Linked DNA regions of Mus musculus: region 1 is linked to region 2. The links are chromatin contacts, called in public Hi-C maps. All regions are on one chromosome and are shown on one strand. Each heading gives the region's core, a stretch centred on a gene start, on an enhancer-like site or on the middle of the called end of the contact. The rest is flanking DNA. Distances are from core to core; before and after follow the strand shown.

Region 1 (6,861 bases), core at 4,272-6,771, 260 kb before region 2:
ACAGTAGGTCCACATCTCTTTTGTAGTGTGCCTACTTGCTCTTCCTAAAAGAGAGGCACAGAAAGTTGGGAAAACCAAGGCAAGGAGGACCATCTTGCTGGAGCGAGTTAGAAATGACTAGACCTAGAAGTACGTACCTGGTACTGTTGCTGACTCTGTCCTGAGTCATTCAGAGTTAGAGCCAGGGAGGCCTTGCCTACCATTTCCCTTTATAGAAGGGGAACCCAGGGCAAGAGAGTTTGAATAAAGCTGTAGAACAGGTAGGTCAGTGGCAGAGTGGGTTGAACTCAGCTCTCCTGGCTCCTTCTCCAGAGCCCTCGAGGCCCCGTTGCCCTAGGATGAGGTAGGATGGTACTTTCTTGCTTGTGCATGTATATGGCTCCCTGGAGCCAAAAACTGGAGCTTGAGGCCTCTTTGCGTTTCTCCCTCAGCTGAATCGGAGAGCCTGGTCAATGGGAACCACACAGCACAACCTGCAACCCGGGCACCGTCAGCCTGTGCCAGCCACAGTTCCCTGGTGAGCTCTATTGAAAAGGACCTGCAGGAAATCATGGATTCATTGGTGCTAGAGGAGCCTGGAGCTGCAGGCAAGAAGCCTGCTGCCACATCCCCATTGTCGCCAATGGCTAACGGCGGGCGCTACCTGTTGTCCCCTCCAACCAGCCCCGGTGCCATGTCTGTGGGCTCCAGCTATGAGAACACCTCTCCAGCCTTCTCTCCACTTTCCTCACCAGCCAGCAGCGGAAGCTGTGCTAGCCATTCACCAAGTGGGCAGGAGCCAGGACCCTCTGTGCCCCCATTGGTGCCTGCCCGCTCCTCTAGCTACCATTTGGCTCTGCAACCTCCACAGTCTCGCCCAAGTGGTTCCCGCTCCTCTGACAGTCCCCGGCTGGGCAGAAAAGGGGGTCATGAGAGACCTCCCAGCCCTGGTCTCCGGGGTCTTCTGACGGACAGTCCTGCCGCTACCGTCTTGGCTGAGGCCCGCAGAACCACTGAGAGTCCCCGGCTAGGTGGGCAGTTACCTGTGGTGGCTATCAGCCTGAGTGAATACCCATCTTCCGGTGCCCGCAGCCAACCCGCCAGTATTCCTGGCAGCCCCAAGTTCCAGTCTCCAGTGCCTGCTCCCCGAAACAAGATCGGCACACTCCAGGACCGCCCTCCCAGTCCTTTCCGTGAGCCCCCAGGCACAGAGCGGGTACTAACAAGCAGCCCCTCTCGACAACTGGTGGGCAGAACATTTTCGGATGGGTTAGCAGCAACTCGTACCCTCCAGCCGCCTGAGAGTCCCCGCCTGGGCCGGAGGGGCCTGGACAGTATGCGGGAACTGCCCCCGTTGAGTCCATCTCTGTCTCGAAGGGCTCTGTCCCCACTGCCAGCCCGGACTGCCCCAGATCCCAAGCTAAGCAGGGAAGTGGCCGAGAGTCCCCGGCCCCGGCGCTGGGCAGCCCACGGGACTTCACCTGAGGACTTCTCCCTGACTCTAGGAGCACGGGGTCGCAGGACTCGGAGTCCCTCGCCCACCCTCGGGGAGTCCCTGGCACCTCGCAAGGGTAGCTTCAGTGGCAGGCTGAGCCCAGCTTACAGTCTGGGCTCTCTTACTGGGGCTTCACCTCGTCAGAGCCCCCGTGCTCAGCGGAAGCTCTCCAGTGGGGACTTGCGGGTACCCATTCCAAGGGAGAGGAAAAACAGCATCACGGAGATCAGCGACAATGAGGACGAACTTCTGGAGTACCACCGTCGGCAGCGCCAAGAGCGGCTCCGGGAGCAGGAGATGGAGAGGCTGGTGAGCCAATGCCAGGGAGGCTGCCGCTGCCCAAGGCGGTGCCTCTGCCAGGGTGTGGGCAGGCCAGCCGGCAGAACAGGAGGGGCCATGTACAGGGCCTGGGCGGATTCAGGATGAACCATCAGGCTAAGTGACCTGTGTCTCACCATCCTGATACCCTGGAGAGAAACCGCCTTTGAAATCACTAAGGCTTTCTAAATTTTTTAGTTTTGTATACGTGTGTGCAGGTGTGTGTCTGTGTGTGTAGGCCAGAGATGAGTGGGTAGTGTCTTCCTCAATTGCTCTTCGGTGTTTTCGTTTGTTTGTTTTGTTTTTTTGGGGGGGGGGAGCGTTAAGACAGGGTTTCTCTGTGTAGCCTTGGCTGTCCTGGAACTCATTCTGTAGACCAGGCAGGCTGGCTTCAAACTCAGAAATCCACCTGTCTCCGAAAAGTGCTGGGTTTAAAGGCATGAGCCACTACTGCCTGGCCTGGTTTTGTTTTTTGAGACAGTCTCTCGTTGAACCTGAGACATACTGGTTTAGCTGAACTGGCTGGACAGCAAGGCCTCAGGTTCTTGGGTCTCTGCCTTCCCAGCACTAGAGTGACTGGAGGATTGAACTCAGGTTCCAGGTGCTTTGCCAGCAGAGCCGTCTCCCAGGCTCTAGATCTTGGTTTTGAATTCTTGCTAATTTTGCGTCTATTCTACGGCAGATCATTTGTTTTGCTGTGTGAGTTAGGTCCATAGGGTTTACCCTAGTGCAGTGTTTCAGGAAAGCACGCACGTGGTGAAGTCTTGCATCTCTAAGTTTGAAAAGCGCGTTTTGAGGCTGAGGCCCAGACAGGAACATTAATTTATCTGGCCTTTCATTTTTATGGTGCCAGGCCTTGAACCTAGGACCTTTGGCAAGTCAGAACAGCACTCCAGCATCGAGCTATAGCCCCAGCCCTAGAATTATTTTTCTCTCCTGCTCCTCTTTTTTTTTTTCCCCTTCGGTTTTGTAACCCAGTGTGGCTGTGAGCTTGCTGTGTAGCCCAGGTTGAGCTTGAGTTCATGATCTTTCTGATTGCCTCCTGAGCAGAGATTGCACACGCTTGTGACCATGCCCCACGTGGGCTGGGGTTGGGGGGAGTCCTTCTTTTAAAGCTTTTTCTTATTGAGTGTGTGAGTGTGTGTGTGTGTGTGTGTGTGTGTGTGTGTGTGTGTGTGTGTGTGTAGGCCTATGCCCTGATGAGTGTGGAGAGCAGAGGACAGTTTTGTGGATTCATTCTTTCCTTTCCCTATGCAAGGGTTTTGGGGGTCAGACTAAGGTCATCGGCCTTGCACGCAGGCACCTTTACCTCAGACTTATCCTTTAGGGAAACACTGGTCCCCCTTTCTTGTGTCTCTTTGGCATCGACAGGTGGGCCTGAATCACTGACTGTGGCTCAGATGGGTCCTCTGAGAGCATGGTGCTAAGGAAGAGGGAAAGGCAGGGTGGGCAGCCCCCCTGGTCTGCCTCCATGATTGTATGTGTCTGCATGCATAAATGTGGGTGCTGCTGAGTCTGGGTGTGGTTCTGGGCAGCTGTTCTAGAGATGGCATCTGAGCAGGGAGGGGGCAGGGATTCCCCCAAATAGCATAGGGAGCTCCAGGGGCATTGGCTGCTGTGTGCATGCTCAGAGCATGGTTTTCCCCCTTTCCCTCAAGAGCAGAAGCCCAGGTTATTTTGAGACACAGGTACCCTGGAATTGGTTTGAGGAGGACGTTTGTCTGAAGAATCTGGGAAGAGACAGGTCAGGGAGGGGTGAGGGTATGGGATGGTGTACTGGTGGGAGTCAGGACTCCTGTTCTTTCTTTGTTACACCTTCTTGTCACTGTTGTGCATTGGTGACCCGGGATCCTCATCCCAGGAGGGCTGATGAGCCTGACATAATCAAGTGCTGGGCCCAGCCTCCCCACCCCCATCCCCACACACAGGTACACACCTCACCGCCAGCCCCAACCTGCCCCACCTGCCACTTTAAGTCAGAGGCCGCCCGCACCCTGCCCCTCCCACCTCTGCCAGGCTGCTTATCTGGGTCCTAGGGCGGGGGTGAGGCATTGGCCCAACCTCCTGGGTGCTGAGGCTTGGTTCCTGGATCTTTTGCCACACAACTGGGCAAGCAGCAGGAAGAAAGCTGGGTAAGTGTTCTGGGATGGGAAGGTGAGGCCAAAATAAATGTCCGTGGTGAGAGATACTTGTGATCAGAGACCTCAGAAAGCACTGTAAGGCTCTGGGCTTGAAAGCCAGGGCTTGGGTGTTACAAATGGATGGGCAGGATAGGGACCAGGAATGTGACTGCAGTAATTCCCTCGAGTCCTAGGACCTGAGGGGTGACCATGTCTGTGTCAGGATTTGTAGTGAGAGGAGAGAGTGCCAGCCACAGAGTCCTCGATCACAGCTGGCACAGCTTGCACGGCCTTAAGGAGCAAGCAAAGAGATGGTATCCTGAGTGACTTGGAGCTGAGGTGGGGCTGGAAAGACAGTGTCCCCTCTGCCTTTTCTCTCTGCGTCTGGACTGTCAGGTCCTGTGGCCCGTGCTCCACTTTCCAGCCCTGGCTGTCTGCAGATGCCCACCCAGCTGTATATAGACTATGTTTATCTCTGTGTGTGTGCGTGTTGGGGCTGGTGTCTTAGTGTGTGCCTACCTGTTAACGCTGATGTACCTCCCAGGGCACATGGAGTGTCTGTGTGTGCCTATGTGACAGAAGTAATGTATCGGTGCGCCCTTGTGCCCTAACCTGTATCAATATGAGCACTCGATAGCTATGTGTCCCATTATGGTCTTTTTGGTTTTTCTGTGTAGCCTTGGCTGTCCTGGAACTCTGTAGACCAGGCTGGCCTCGAACTCACAGAGATCCCCTACCTCTGTCTCCCGAGCACTGGGATTAAAGGTGTGCACCATCACCACCTGGCTTCATTATGGTCTTTAGGCTGCTTACCCTGTATGTTCCCATGTGTGTTTGGATCTCTCTGTGTGACTATGAAGATGCCTCTTCCTAGGGAGAGTAAACAGAGAGATGGGAGGGGCCGGCCAATGGACAGGTGACATGGCCACATTCTCTTGCCCACCTTTGAGGAACCCTCTTTCCCCTCTACCTCCCATAGATTTTTTTTTTTTCTTTTAAGACAGGTTCTCACTATATAGTCTTTGGTTGGATGGCCTGAGTCTCACTCTGTAGACCAACCAGGCTGGCCTCAGATGCTAAGATCCGCCAGTCTCTGCCTCCAGAGTGCTGTGTACCACCACCTGGTCTCCCACCGTTCTCAAGGTTGAGGTCATATTCATGATGCTGAGCCCAGAGTTTCTAGGGGTCAACATGCCCTGGCTCAAGCCGCACTGGGTCTCAGACTTCTGCTCTTCACATTCTGCTCTGTCCGTTGTCCCTAGGAACGCCAGCGCCTGGAGACCATCCTGAACCTGTGTGCTGAGTACAGCCGAGCTGACGGGGGACCTGAGACTGGGGAGCTGCCCAGTATTGGAGAGGCCACGGCAGCGCTGGCCTTGGCAGGCAGGAGGCCCTCAAGAGGCTTGGCAGGAGCCATAGTAGTCTCCGGAAGGTGCGGCGAGGAGTCTGGAGGTGCCTCCCAGCGCCTGTGGGAGAGCATGGAGCGCTCTGATGAAGAGAATCTCAAAGAGGAATGCAGCAGCACCGAGAGCACCCAGCAGGAGGTGAGGGGGGACAGGGCCGGCCTGGGGCGGGGCTGGCGTGGAGGTAATGAAAGGATCAAGGCTTGGGTGAGACCAGAATGAAGAACTGTGGGTGTCAGGAGGGAAAGGAGGTGACCATGACTTTCCCAAGCTATAAATGTGCCTTACGACCTGTTTTTCCTCTGGGCCCCACCCAACCCTGGCACTCTGGTAAATCCTTTCCCGATAGCTGAGCTCCCTGACTGGGAGGAAAGTGGCCTCTTGTTTTGGTCTAGTTACCCTTTCGAAGTGCTTTGAGGAGCGTGTAATCCGCCCTCTTAGTCGGATCCTAGAAGGTTCCAGACTTCTCTCATGGTGCCCTCCTCCCCTCCAGCATGAAGACGCTCCTGGCGCGAAGCACCAAGGCGAGGTGCTGGCTGTGGAAGAGGAGCGGGCTCAGGTTCTGGGGCGAGTAGAACAGCTGAAGATCCGAGTGAAGGAGCTGGAACAGCAGCTGCAGGAGGCAGCCCGAGAGGTGACCTGGCCGGGAGGTGTGCAGGCCCTGGGATGGGGCCTCACCCTTGGGTCCCAGCCTTGACAGAATGCTGATACCCTTGTCTAGGCCGAGATGGAGAGAGCACTGCTGCAGGGGGAGCGGGAGGCAGAGCGAGCCTCGCTGCAGAAGGAACAAAGGGCGGTGGACCAGCTGCAGGAGAAGTTGGTGGCCTTGGAGACAGGCATCCAGAAGGACAGGGACAAGGTAACCCATACCTGACTACCAGTGGCCCAGAAGGAAGGCAGTATCCCTTCCCTGGCGATGCACATCCCTCAGCATCCGTCCTGCAATCCGAGTGGTCTCTGTAGCCCTCTAGGGACAGGGGCCCTTGTACTCTGTGGAAGATACAAGCTTGGATGGTACTGCCGGGGGCTGGTCTGGTGTTTGGGGGTCTAGATCTCTGTGCTGCCTCTGGTTGCCTGGGTGCCTGCCGTTCTGGAACCTGTGTGGTCCTTCTAGGAAGTGCCAAAGCCCTTTCTTGGGCACTGAGCACAGCCTGAAGGACTGGTGCTGCTGGGATGGGGGGCATGACTCGGGTTTGGAGCCCACCATGAGGAGAAAGCTCCCTCCAGCATGCCTCAGGTGCTTAGGATGTGGTCTTTGGGAGATGGCCCACAGGCCTCTGTTTCCTATCATCAGGATCTGCAGCCTCCCATCCCAGATGGTCCCAGCCCTGCCCCTGACCCTTTCAGATTGAGTGCCAGTCTTCAGGGGCTGCTCCATCCCACGGGGGTTGTGCCAGCCATGTCCAAGATGCCCAACGGCGTGCCAAAAGCTCTGAAGTGGAGAGGGTTCATCTATTTCTGGATTTGACAGTATTTTTCTAAGAGGTTTAATTTTTCCTTCTGGATTATTTTTGAGACTTATCTTCCTCTTGCTCTCAATTTTGAG
Region 2 (6,702 bases), core at 381-2,880:
CATAGACACTGTGGCACACATATGGGCACACATATAAAATAATAAATGCAACTTTAAATTTTTGAAAGAAATTAAGTTTCGGGTTTTACCTCAGACCCACTGTATCAGAAGCTACATCTGAACCAGTTTCCTGATCGTCCATTGCACAGTAAATTTGGAGATCGTCTGGTGAGAGTTCCTCCTGCTCCCAGCCGGAGCCCCCAGGTTCTGTTGTCTTCTACCCCCTACACACATTGCAGACTTTAAGTCCACCCAGCATGGGGGAAAGGACAGAACCCCATCAGCCCTTCAGTGGCCCCCACTTTTCCACTAGGACCTTTCTCTGGGGTTGGGGAAAATGGGTGGTTCCTGGAGCAGACCCTGACGGTCTGAGCTCAGGTCCTATCGAGTTCACCTAGCTGAGACACCCACACCCCTGCAGCCACTTTGCAGTGACAACCTGAGTCTCAGGTTCTGCATCTATAAAAAGCAGTGCCTTTCAGGAGGGCATGCAGAGCCCCCTGGCCAGCGTCTAGAGGAGAGGTGACTGAGTGGGGCCACGTCACTCGTCCATGGCTGGAGAACCTCCATCAGTTCTCCCAGTTAGCCTGGGGCAGGAGAGAACCAGAGGAGCTGTGGCTGCTGATGGTGTTTCTTCCCCAACTGTTGTCCCAGGCATCGAACCCCAGAGCGACCTGCACACAGTCCACCGCTGAGCCACACCCCAGCCCTCCACCTCCTCTGCTCCTGGTTACAGGATTGTTTTTGTCTTGAAGGGTTTTGTTGTTGCTACTTTTTGCTTTGTTTTTGTTTTTGCTTTTTTTTTTTTTTTTTTTTAACATAAGGTTTCTCTTTGTAGCCCTAGCTGTCCTGGAACTCACTCTGTAGACCAGGCTGGCCTCAAACTCAGAAATCCACCTTCCTCCCAAGTGCTGGGATTAAAGGCATTCGCCACCATCGCCCAGCCCCTGGTCTTGTTTCCTAAGGTTTTCCTGCTTTACTCGCTACCCGTTGCACAACCGCTTGCTGTCCAAGTCTGTTTGTATCTACTCCACTGCCCACTAGCCTTGCTGGACTGGACCTGCGTTTACCTGGAAGCCTTCACTAACTTCCCTTGTCTCCACCTTCTGGAGAAATCTGAAGGCTCACACTGATACCCTCCGCTTCTCCCAGAGTCGCAGTTTCTTAGGCCTCAGTTAAATACTAGAATTGGATCTCAGGCTCTGCTATCCCCACCCTACCTAACCAACCCCCTCCTCTCCCATCCTTACTAGCCAAAGCCCTTTCAACCCTTGGGGCTTTTCCTACACCTACACACCAGGGCAATTTTAGAACTCATGGCTCTCCTAGGAAAACGCCTACCTCCTTGGAGACAGCACCCTCTACAGTCCAGGAGGCAGACACTCAGACAGAGGAACTCTGTCCTTCAGTCGCGGGAGTTCCAGAAAGAGCCATACTCCCCTGCAGCTAACTAAGCTGCCAGGACCCAGCCAGAGCATCCCCCTTTAGGCCCGAGGGCCAGCTCCCCAGCCTGAAAAACCTGTCTGGGGCCCCTCCCTGAGGCTACAGTGCCCAAGGGGCAAGTTGGACTGGATTCCCAGCAGCCCCTCCCACTCCGAGACAAAATCAGCTATCCTGGGGCAGGGCCTCATTGGCCCCAGGAAACCCCAGCCTGTCAGCACCTGTTCCAGGATCCAGTTCCCAGCGCAGTATGGCATCCACACTGCCTGTCCAGACCTTGCCCCTGATCCTGATTCTGCTGGCTGTCCTGGCTCCGGGGACTGCAGGTCTCTATTGCTGGTGGGAGCGAGGAGGGTTTCAGAGCGCTAGACAGGGAGCATTGTCTCCCCAGGGCTCTCAAGGACAGAATGTTGGTCTAGCTGGTTGGGGTTGAGAGTTACTAGTGGTAGGGATCAGGTGACAAATTCCTGGGCTTCTTCCAGATCCAGGAGTCAAGAAATTTGGGTAAGTGTCCAAGGTTTGTGTGAGTTGGGCGAGACTGGGGACTGACTGGGTGCCATGGTCTAGTCTGGGTGCCATGGTCTAGTCTGGCTCCCAAACAGCGCGGCGTACCCACCATCTGCAGCTCAAGCCTGCCATCTGGTGGTCAGATCCACACGCTCCTCTTCTGTCTCTGCACCCTTAGCAATGACCACCCACCCACCCCGCCAGCTCTGAGTTAAGAGGGGGCTAACTCCTGAGTTCCCTCTCGGCTCCCTAACAGACTTCAACATCTCAAGCCTCTCTGGTCTGCTGTCTCCGGCGCTAACAGAAAGCCTGTTAATTGCCTTGCCCCCATGTCACCTCACGGGAGGTAATGCCACATTGATGGTCCGGAGAGCCAACGACAGCAAAGGTAGACCTCCCTTGTACCCATTTATTCTACTCGTCGTAACCCCTCTTAACGATACCCAAGAGCTGCCCGTTCTACAAGAGTGGACTGCTAGAAATCTGATCTTGCCTTTCACTCCTATTTCCCCTCAGTGGTTAAGTCAGACTTTGTGGTGCCTCCATGTCGCGGGCGCAGGGAGCTTGTGAGCGTGGTGGACAGTGGGTCTGGCTACACCGTCACAAGGCTCAGCGCATATCAGGTGACAAACCTAACACCAGGAACCAAATACTAGTAGGTACCGATGGACACCTGTGGAGGTGGGATGCAAAAAAGGGAAGTGGAGGTCCCGTGAGGGTGGGGAAGTGCCAGGAAGCATGAGTTAGAGAGGGCACAGCTAAAGGGTAGGAAATGTGAACCTGGACCCCAGGAGGGCCCAGATGGGACACATAGCTAGAAGGTGGAGGCTGGAACCCCTCCTCCCGAGTGCCAGATACGTACAATCTCTGCTTTCTCTCAACTCCTGCCTCTAAAGCATATCCTACCGAGTACAGAAGGGGACATCCACCGAGTCCAGTCCAGAGACTCCCATGTCCACGCTTCCTCGTAAGTAAAATGCCCGTCTCTCACACTTCCCTAAGCTCCGACTTTTTTCTCCTAGAGCAAGTTAGATAAACTGTTTTCTGAGCGCTCAGTCGCTCTCTCTCCCCCGCCCCAACCCCCCAGTATTTGGTATGGCCACCTCCTGTCCTGTTCAATCATCTCTGCACTAGAGGTTCCTTGTGCAGAGGGATGATGTCCTCCTTGGTGGCTCCTAAGTGTTGCTGTGAGGGGGGTCTATGTTTGCTTGACTGGTTGGCTGGATGACCAGTTGAACTGATGCTGGCGGCTACTTGGATGGCTGGGCTAAGCTGTGAACCACAGGAGCTACCTAGGAACCCCTTCAACTCACAGAGGTTCTCCCATCTTCTTCTGACAGGAAAAAACATGGAGTCTATTGGGTTAGGAATGGCCCGGACAGGAGGGATGGTGGTCATCACAGTGCTGCTGTCTGTGGCCATGTTCCTGTTGGTCGTGGGTCTTATTGTTGCCCTGGCACTGGGTGCCCGCAAATGAGAAGGGCTCTCCTGCATCCCAGGCTCCTCCAAGAAGTCCAGCCTGCCTCCTGCCAGGCTGTAGTCACTGGCTTCTCAGTGGCTTTTCTTCCCTCTCCCCGCCCCCTCCTCGAGTCCACTCCTGACAGTGCCCCCTCCCTGCTCCCTGTCTCACCTTGCAGCACTCCCTGCTAGCCCCACTGCAATCCTGCCAACACTGATTTATCTCTTAACTGTACTTAATTCTCACAATAAAGGCTGACCCACGTAGTATGTCTCATCTCCGACCATGTCTATGTGAGTCACCCCTTTAGCTGGTCCTCTTATGCACATATCAAAAGTACCAATGTCAAGGTCACGTGCATGTCATTCTCTCTATCCCCAAACCCCAAGGGTGACTTTTCCCAGGAGGGAGGCAAGCAGAGGCAGAGATAATGAAAGCCCTCCAAGCCCCAGACCTAGGGCTTGGGTTTTGCATCCTGCACTCAGTAGATGACCCAAGCAGGAGTCTGAGTTGGGCAGGGGGTAGAAGCTGGATCACCATGTGAGGGTGACTGGGAAGCTGACAGAACTAGGGAAGAACTAGAGAAAACACAAACAGGGCAGGCCCTGGAGCCTGGGTGAAGAACATGCTAAACGGTTCTAGACCCTAGAGCCGAGGTGGACGGAAGCTCCCTGGAAGGGGGGGGGGACCACAACTGTGGTAAACAGGCAGTGTCACCCTCGTCCATTTTTAAAATATAGTTTTGTTCTATAAAAGTTTTATTTATTTATTTATTTATTTATTTGCTTGTTTTTATTTGTTTGTTTGTTTTCCAGAGCTGAGGACCAAACCCAGGGCCTTGAGCTTGCTAGGCAAGTGCTCTACCACTGAGCTAAATCCCCAACCCCTGTTTTTGTTTTTTTGAAGCAGGGTTTCTCTGTGTAGCTCTGGCTGTCCTAGAGCTCTTTGTAGACCAGGCTGACCTCGAACTCACAGAGGTCCACCTGGCTCTCCATCACCCAACTAACGGTTTTATCTTTCGAGTGTGAATGTGCATATAGTATGTTGGATACATTGAGGACAACTTTTGGGGCATCCATTCACTCCTTCCACGTGGGTCCCAAGGATCAGATGCGGGTTTCGGGGTTTCACCACACACAGTTAACCACTGAGGTAGGCCACTGAGGCATCTCCTTTGTTTTTGTCCTCCCCACGATGTGTTCCTGATGGGAAGCCGTGATCTTTACTTTGCTTGTAGGGTGAACACCCCAATGTGTAAGGTGATCTTAGGGCCAGAGCTGAAATACACAGCTTCCCCTCAGCTTTTCCCAGCATGCCTCAGGAGCCTCTTTTCTTTCTTGCCACAGGGCCTTTGCACAGAGGATTCTGTGTGCCTAGACTGCCCTTGTGACTCCCGTTTTCATAGCTCACTGCCCCTTCCCCGGGGAAGTGTCTAACCTTCATCAACCCCTTCCTCCACCCTCTAATTCCTATCCTGCCCCACAGTGGTACACACACAGGCTCACAACTGTGTGTGTGATGACTCCGCTGTCCCCTCCTCCAGACCGCAAGTTCCCTGAGACCAGCTACTTTGATCTTGGGACAAAGATCTTGTCGTGATCTTTGATCTATGACGGCTGGTTCTATAGTGCTGATGACAGACACAGTAGGTACTCAGTAAATGGTTGTTGATTTCAACTCTTGGGAGGTTGAGGAAGATTGCCCAAGTTCAAGGCCACCCTAGGCTTTATAGTGAGATCCAGAACAGCCTGGGCTACACAGAAAGACCCTATATCTCTCATATTTTTTGGTTGTGAACCTAGCCTTTATTGGCTGAGTCCAAGAGACCCTATCTCAAAAACAAAACAAATACAAAGGGAAGTGAGATAGCTCAACAGGTAAGGCTCCTGCCAGGCAGGCCGAAGGACTCCAGTTCAATCCCCAGAACCCACATGAAGTTGCAAGAAGAAAACTGAACCCACAAAGATGTCCTCAGACCTCCTCCACACATGCGCTGTGGCATGAGAGCTTCAACCATCACACATGCGCGCGCACACACACACACACACACACACACACACACACAAACAGACTAGAGGGTTGGTCAGTGGTTAAGATTACTGACTGCTGTTGCCAGGCGTGGTGGCGCACGCCTTTAATCCCAGCACTCCGGAGGCAGAGGCAGAGGCAGGCAGATATCTGAGTTCGAAGCCAGCCTGGTCTACAAAGTGAGTTCCAGGGCTACACAGAGAAACCCTGTCTCAAAAAACCAAAAAAAGAAAAAAAAAAAAGAAAAAGAAAAGAAAAAAAAAAAAAGATTACTGACTACTCTTCTAGAGACCTGTTCAATCAATTCCTAGCACCTACATGGGGCTCATAACCATCCATTACTCCAGTTCCAGGGAATATGATGCCCCCTTCTGGTATCTGCTGGTACTGCAAGCACACAAGTGCCCAGGTAGATAAATACAAGATAAATACAAGCAGGTACACCCAGGTACATAAAATGAAAATAAATAAAATTTTTTTAATTAGGTATTTTCTTCATTTACATTTCCAATGCTACACCAAAAGTCCCCCAAACCCTCCCCCCCCACTCCCCTCCCCCCACACTCCCACTTCTTGGCCCGGATGATCCCCTGGACAGAGGCATATAAAGTTTGCAAGACCAATGGGCCTCTCTTTCCACTGATGGCCAACTAGGCCATCTTCTGATACATATGCAGCTAGAGACACGAGCTCCGGGGGGTACTGGTTAGTTCATATTGTTGTTCCACCTATTGGGTTGGAGACCCCTTTAGCTCCTTGGGTACTTTCTCTAGCTCCTCCACTGGGGGCCCTGTGATCCATCCAATAGCTGATTGTGAGCATCCACTTCTGTGTTTGCTAGGCCCCGGCATAGCCTCACAAGAGACAGCTTTATCAGGGTCCTTTCAGCAAAATCTTGCTAGTGTATGCAATGGTGTCAGGGTTTGGAGGCTGATTATGGGATGGATCCCCGGATATGGCAGTCTCTAGATGGTCCATCCTTTCCTCTCAGCTCCAAACTTTGTCTCTGTAACTCCTTCCATGGGTATTTTGTTCCCAATTCTAAGAAGGAGCAAAGTGTCCACACTTTCGTCTTCGTTCTTCTTGAGTTTCATGTGTTTTGCAAATTGTATCTTGTATCTTGGGTATTCTAAATTTCTGGGCTAATATCCACTTATCAGTGAGTACATATCATGTGAGTTCTTTTGTGATTGGGTTACCTCACTCAGGATGATGCCCTCCAGGTCCAACCATTTGCCTAGGAATTTCATACATTCATTCTTTTCAAT

What was found. A called contact is a pair of places that touch in the nucleus more often than the background predicts.
Region 1: a contact with region 2 is called in a Hi-C map of bone marrow-derived macrophages, with 34 read pairs. The contact joins the enhancer-like site here to the promoter of Upk2 in region 2. A contact is called at or near these places in 12 of 39 promoter capture datasets (the C10 cell line, the HPC-7 cell line, cranial neural crest and 6 more), 1 of 15 datasets of contacts at CTCF or cohesin (large pre-B cells), 1 of 484 Hi-C or Micro-C datasets (bone marrow-derived macrophages), 17 of 115 datasets of contacts at active chromatin or transcription factors (bone marrow-derived macrophages, craniofacial prominence, double positive thymocytes and 11 more) and 5 of 9 other capture datasets (adipose tissue, embryonic stem cells, liver and 2 more).

The regions. Positions count from the first base shown.
Region 1 is chr9:44,710,236-44,717,096 of GRCm38.p6, reverse strand. Phldb1 (pleckstrin homology like domain, family B, member 1) reads left to right here. Exons shown (of 22, transcript NM_153537.4): 6 at 432-1,783; 7 at 5,175-5,456; 8 at 5,809-5,949; 9 at 6,037-6,174. Among named protein-coding and RNA genes, the nearest start is that of Phldb1, 22 kb to the left of the region's middle. Within about 2 kb of position 5,521, at least 17 of the 459 cell types and tissues checked have an H3K27ac peak or open chromatin away from gene starts, as enhancers often do.
Region 2 is chr9:44,449,695-44,456,396 of GRCm38.p6, reverse strand. Upk2 (uroplakin 2) reads left to right here and starts at 1,630. Exons shown (of 5, transcript NM_009476.2): 1 at 1,630-1,766; 2 at 2,204-2,335; 3 at 2,464-2,602; 4 at 2,844-2,914; 5 at 3,288-3,682. The coding sequence starts at 1,691. The coding sequence ends at 3,424.